2 separate regions of the Mus musculus genome follow, and region 2 is linked to region 1. A link is a contact called in public promoter capture Hi-C data. All regions are on one chromosome and are shown on one strand. Each heading gives the region's core, a stretch centred on a gene start, on an enhancer-like site or on the middle of the called end of the contact. The rest is flanking DNA. Distances are from core to core; before and after follow the strand shown. Region 1 holds the start of Knop1 (lysine rich nucleolar protein 1). Region 2 holds the start of Ears2 (glutamyl-tRNA synthetase 2, mitochondrial).

Region 1 (3,171 bases), core at 408-2,907:
TTATTTTGTAAGTGACATCAATTCCCTTGCTTTTCAGAGAGCACTAAAACCCTTTGTCCTTGCTTTTATCCAGGTATAACACACCCCACAGAAACTGATTCCACAAGAAAAGACAAAAAAAAGTATCAATATTTATGACCATGTATTGAGCCTTTCAAAGTCCAGAGCATCTTCTCATTATCTCACTTGGTTCCCACTACAGCCCTGTGAGGTAGGAATTATCCCCCTCAAAGAGCACCTTCCCCAGTACTACTTGTGATATTACCAATTTGACGGGGCAGCAACACTGCTGTGGGCTAGTGGTCCTGGACTGAATAAAAGGAAGGAAGTGAGTTGAGCCCCAGAATCCATCTCTGTTTCTTAGTTGTGGATGCAAACGGGACCGGCTGCCAGGAGCCCCCACTGGGATGATGTACCATATCCTCAAACTGTGAGCCCAAATAAGTCTCTGAGTTGCTTTTGTCAGATATTTTTCACAGCAATAAGAAAAGTATCAAACTATACAATAAACTGTACTATGAAGATCTATTGGCTTGGAAAAGTGAATCCTCTGGGTGAAAGACAGTAAGTATATAGACACCTGAATATTGCTGCAGATAGTTCCTCGGGTAAGGACCCTAAGGGTAGAACTTACAAGAACATCAGGGTGAAACCTTTTCTCTAAAGCAAAGGTTACAGGGAAGGAGTAATGCAAGCCCTGTGGTCTGGGAGGACTGACTGACTCTTCTCTTCTTCCTCTGAACTCACCACTTCTTCCAAGTCACCATTTTTCCCTCTATACACTGACAAATTCACTGTTTCCATTCACGAAACATTTACTGACCTGGAACTATTCCATAAATATTGCTATTTAAATTTATCAAAATTAAGTAAAATAAGAAATTTGGTTCTTCTAGTCTGCCAGTCCCAAATTACACCCCAAACCCATTTAACAGCACAGATTATTGAACGTTCTATTAGTGTTGTATTGGACAGCCAATGCCACAAGAATGAAAATCTTTCAGTAGCTGGAAGGCTGAGGCAGGAGGATACTCAGCTGGAAGCCAGTCTGTAGTCCAAAAAGGCGAGAGAAAAGGGAGAAGGGATAGACAGCGGACTTATTATGAATGAATCTGTGTCTCTTGCCTTTGAGATCTGGAGGCTTTGGAATGAAGGAAAACTAACACTCTTCCTGTAACCTAGGATCTGTGACTACGTGGTTCTACCTCCTAACACCACGACATAGGTACCATTGTTATGCCCGCTGTACGACTATTACAAGACCCCATGACCAAGGTTCGTGGGCTACAAAGGAACAAGTGATCTAGCCTGCTTGTGGGGCTTCAGAAAGGCTTTGGGGCAAGTGGAGATCAAAATCTATTTGTCCACACCAAAATACTTCCTGAGTATCACCGGAGCCTGTCTACAGAGTTCATTCATTCCCTGCTTCCTCGGGCGATCTGCGGGCGGTCCGGGTCTCTACCCTGAAGCTTCACACTACGCAACTCTCTGACCGGGTTTCCTTCTGCGAGCCTGTTGCCTGAGGTCGCACCGGAATCCAAGACATACGCCAACCTCTTTCTCCGCGTGTGGGCCTAAGGCTCGGCTCCTCCGCCCGCGCGCGTCACCCGCCTGGCGCACAGAGGCTTGGAACGCGCGTCCCGGCGGGTCCCGCCCGCGTCCCGCCCGGCCCGACCAGCGGCGGGGCGCCTACCCTCGCAGATCTGATCCCATAGGCTCTTCCCCGGCGGCTCGACGACCTGCGGGGGTGACACGAGCACTTCGGGAGACCCGGGCGACACTGCGGGCACCGGCGTGCGCGTAGTGATCGGCGAATCCGCGGAGCCGCTCGCCTCCTCACGCAGCACGCTGCGGCTGGATACAAGTCTCGGCGCCGCCATGGACGCGGTTTCTACAGCAACCCAGGGCACCGGGAGGCCGCGACCCGGAAGGAGAAGGATTTCGAGGGGGCGGGCCAGAAAGTCGAAGCTGACTTCCGGATCGCGGCTGCGCGGCTGCTCACGCGGGGACGCTTGGCCTGCTAGCGAACCAGGTGAGTGCGGGTGGTTTGTGCGGGGCCCCGAGGAAGGTGCTGCACGCTGGGGGAGAGGAAAACAAAGATAAGTCACCCCCAACTCGCCTGCAGCCCTCGGTTTCTCTCCAAGCCGTCCCGCCTTGGAGTAGGCATGGGGATGATCCTGGCTAGCAAGCAGCCTGCGGTTGGTGAGGGCAGCACACGCTCCTCTGGCTCGAGTCCGTGTTTTGCACCTTGTTGACTTTGAGACCTAGTGAGTTACAGTCTCCGAGGCCTGTGAGGCTTATTGGTCACACTAACCCTATCCACTGCTGCCGCGGGAATTTAAGAGTGCCTTCACACTGGGCATAGTGGCCCACGTCTATAACCCCGGCACGCGGGATGCAGATCAGCCCTAGCGACGTAGTCAAACTTTGTCTCAAAAACAAGGCGCTTTTGAAGAAAGCTTGTGTTTGCAGGTGATGCAGTGTAGGTTCGGTTCCACTTCTCGCGAGTGAAGTACAGTTAAAGGGATGGAAAAGAGTATGTTGCTGTTGGCTGAGTGGCAAAACAAAGAAGTGGGTTAAGCTGACGCCTGGGACCTTTTTGTCCGGGTTATTTTTCGTGATCACTGGCCCTAATCCTGTAGAATCATCATGGTCTTACTTGATACTGGCCTGTCGGGACTTGTATCTTTCTCTCCTTTGTGAGTCCCCTTCCTATGTCCTCTAAAAGTCAGTATGTCTTGAGGCCCAGTTATGTTTTCTTGTTAATTATCATCCCTGAAGTCCTGTTTATGTCGTCTCTGTTGGCGAGAGTGACTTCCTTGCCTCAGCCCTACAGTACACATGCTGAGTGAGTTATATCAAGGCAGCTGTTTCATCCAGCTGCCCAGTCACCCTCCACTTCTGCCTCAAGGGTTGACTCTACCATCCTATTGGTCAAACTGGAAAACCATGTTCAATATTATGGAGTTGAGAAAAATGCCACCATAATATTGGTGTATAAGATTATACATGTCTGTGGGGGCATCTTCTTTCTTTCTTTCTTTCTTTCTTTTTTTTTTTTTTTTGGTTTATCTGTATAGCTCTGGCTGTCCTGGAACTCACTTTGTAGACCAGGCTGGCCTTGAACTCAGAAATCTGCCTGCCTCTGGCTCCGGAGTGCTGGGATTAAAG
Region 2 (3,077 bases), core at 368-2,867, 3.2 Mb before region 1:
GGTCCATCAACTATCAGCTTTGTGAACTTGAAGGAGTTCAGAACACCAGGACTATTTGATTGGTAAAACTTGGTCCTTCTACATGAATGTAAGGTATTTAGAATTGTTTGATGTCTAGGTATCATTGTTTCCAAGTTATAACTCTATCTTCTATCCACTTAAATACTGAAAATTCCCAAGTGTAGGAGATACAGAAAGCCAATAAGCTTTTTACCCGATACATGGAGAAAGCTTTAAGGAAAGTATTTCAAGTAGCAAACCAAAACAAATAAAACGGCCATGTATGAATATTTATAAAGGGCCATTAGGACAGTTGATAACACTGTTTCATGAACTTCCCTTATGAAACTGATCTGTCTGCTGAAAATAAATCCGTGGCTAAATACTGGACCTGTTCAGAATCTCCTGTAAAGTTCATAAATACCGCGCCTAGCAATGACAGTCCAACATTAGTTAGAAGGGTGAGCCTTAATACTCAAGATTCAGGCTTGCATCTCACTCCACCACTTGGTGGTACCACTATCATTCTGGGCCTAATTTTCCCTCTCTGATTACTAATGGACATACAAGTACTGATTTCAGAAAACTGCAGTGAGGATAGCGGGAGTCTAGGCGCAAGAAAATCGCTAACAGTTTAGCACGACGTAAGCATCAAGAGCTAGAAGGTAGGTCGTGGGTAGAAGCAGTCGGGTGTCAGCTCCTCGAATACCTGTAATGGAGTGAATCTTCTGCTTTAGCTCGGACCCCGTGCTGTCCAGAGGGACCTTCACGTCGTGTTTGGTCTTGTTCCAGATTATCTTCAGATCCACCAGCTCCTTGCCCACACCGCCGCCCGCGTCCTCGCCGTTGCTGACCGAGGCCTGGGCCGCAGGGTCCCCAGGGGGCTGGGCCGGGGCCGGCTGCAGGTTGCCTCGCGCGTCGCAGGAGTCCTCCGCCGCTGCCCCTACGGCTGCTTCGGCCTCCACGCAGTTGAGGGGCCGTGCGGGCGCCTCGGTGGCCACAGCCTCGGCCTCCGTGTCCATGCCTGGCTCCTCCATGCCTGCAAAGGGGTTAGGGGGGTGGGTGCTCGCCACGAGCCCGGCCTGCGACGAGAACGGGCCCGGGCACCGTCGTTGCCGCGCCACGCTCCTCCCTCCGGGGCCAGGCCCGGTCCCACGACCCCGGCAGCGTCCGCAAGCTCTTCAGCCGCCGACCGACCGCCTTCCCCGCCACACTCACCATCCGGGGCTCCGGCCGCCGCCATGATGATTGTGTACAACACCCACCACGACCGCAGGGGCCGCCGGGAAGAAGCGAGCTGGCGGAGATTGGCCCCCGCACCAGCCCCTAATTTCACACAGGCTGGCCGGAAACAGGTGGAGGTTTCTATGGAGACCCGCCTCCTCCGCTTCCCGGGCCGGCCCCTGCCACGCTTTAGCATTCCCGCAGCCGGAGGGGGCGGGTCTGGGAGATCGCCTGCTCGCAGCGCTCGGTCCCCGAGCGGCGGCGCATCGCCGCCCTAGTCCAGAGGGGCGTGAGCAGCCCAGATAGGCGGCTTACGCCTTTAAGTGGCAGGGCCGCGCTCGCTGTGGCGAAAGTTGATTGGTTGGAGTGATTTTTTTCCCCCCCGCCGAGCGGAAGTGACGCGCGAAGGAGCCCACGTGTGTGTTTCTAGTCCACATGGCGGCGCCCCTCAAGAGGCTTCTGCTGGCCGAGCCGCACGTGGTGGCCCTCGGGCACCGCGTGGGGCGGCGCGAGGCCAGTCTGGGCCCAGATCCCGGGGCCCCGGTGCGAGTGCGCTTCGCTCCCAGCCCCACAGGTAATCCTAACGGACGTGACGCCGCTCGCCGCAGCCCACCTTCCCGTCCCCGCCCCCGAAAGTTCCAGAAACAGTCCCTTCCGGGGTTGTCTGCGCGACCCCGTTTTAAAGAGACGGAGGTGGAGGGCTAGGATTTGAAGTGATTGAGATTGCTAGAAGTTTCCTTGTTGTATTGTCTCTGTCCTTTCTTATTGCACGCTGTGTGCAGAGCGTATAGACTTTATGCCAAGGCCTATGCGCTATAATGCAGTGGTCATTGAAAAGTCAGGGTTCTGGCTTTGAAGAAACCGACAAATCCTAGAGTCATATGTGTCCATTTTGGCAGTGAAGCGGGATAGGGCGCCCTAGAAGGTATTGCTGAAGAGGTAACATTTGAGTTGAGAACAAGTGTCAAGAAGACCCGCTTGAAGCCTAAGAGGAAACGACATGCACAAAAGCCTGAGTTTGCTGGCAGCTTAGCAAGTCAGAAGAAAACAGAGGCCCATGTATATCTTGCTAGGAATTCTGTGTCTCCTCCCTTCCCACAAATTCCCAACCTTTAGTTCAAGCCACCTTCTACCCTGTTCACACTGAGCAACCGTTCATTCTAGGTCTAGGGTCAGCAGGAAAAGATATTTCTGAGTCTCAGCTGCACAGGAAGAACGCATTACCTCCAGGCAGGCAATGTAGATTGTGGAACTTCGATATGTGGTAGAAGCCCTGGTTCATAGTTAACTGTTGTGAATCTGTTTTTAAGACTGATATAAACGAAACTGCTAGGGAGAAAATGAGTGTCTCAAAACCGAGAGAACAAAATCATCTTTCTTTTTGTTAGTCTCAGTGATGTAAAATAGCTTATCAAATGACTGCAAGTATCTAAGTATCACAGTGTCTGTGTTTACCTATGGTCAACATGAACTGGGATACTCACCTTGTTGGAAGAAGCACTTATGCAGGCATCCAAGGCCTGGCATTTTCTGCATCTATATTTTTGTCTTTGCCAATCCCTAGATGTGTTGCTTTGGCAGAATTATTTGCTCTGTTTATGTCCCAATTTTGTGATTTGTCAAGTAGGGCTAATAATAGTGCCTGTCTGACGGGTTTGAGCCAGTACAGCAGAGGCACTTAGCAAGCACTGCCTCTACTACAATTACTGTTTTCATTTCTTTGCTGACTGGCAGGAAAAGCCCAAATGGGAAAGAGTTGACAAGCAGTGTAGATCACTATGATAGCTAAAATTAATTGAAAGTTTACATTTTTGGGTTTTTGTTTGGTTTTTAACTTGGAAAGAGTTCCCTGT

The links. Promoter capture Hi-C pulls out the DNA fragments that hold promoters and counts their contacts.
Region 2: a contact with region 1 is called in a promoter capture Hi-C map of cranial neural crest. The contact joins the promoter of Ears2 here to the promoter of Knop1 in region 1. A contact is called at or near these places in 2 of 39 promoter capture datasets (cranial neural crest and liver).

What each region holds. Positions count from the first base shown.
Region 1 is chr7:118,854,484-118,857,654 of GRCm38.p6, reverse strand. It overlaps Knop1 (lysine rich nucleolar protein 1), which reads left to right and starts at 1,657. Exons shown (of 5, transcript NM_023197.3): 1 at 1,657-2,032. The coding sequence starts at 1,879. It overlaps Iqck (IQ motif containing K), which reads right to left and starts at 1,903. Exons shown (of 9, transcript NM_001374605.1): 1 at 1,694-1,903. The coding sequence starts at 1,880.
Region 2 is chr7:122,065,626-122,068,702 of GRCm38.p6, reverse strand. It overlaps Ears2 (glutamyl-tRNA synthetase 2, mitochondrial), which reads left to right and starts at 1,617. Exons shown (of 9, transcript NM_026140.3): 1 at 1,617-1,798. The coding sequence starts at 1,660. Ubfd1 (ubiquitin family domain containing 1) reads right to left here and starts at 1,505. Exons shown (of 7, transcript NM_138589.2): 1 at 1,219-1,505; 2 at 710-1,039. The coding sequence starts at 1,420.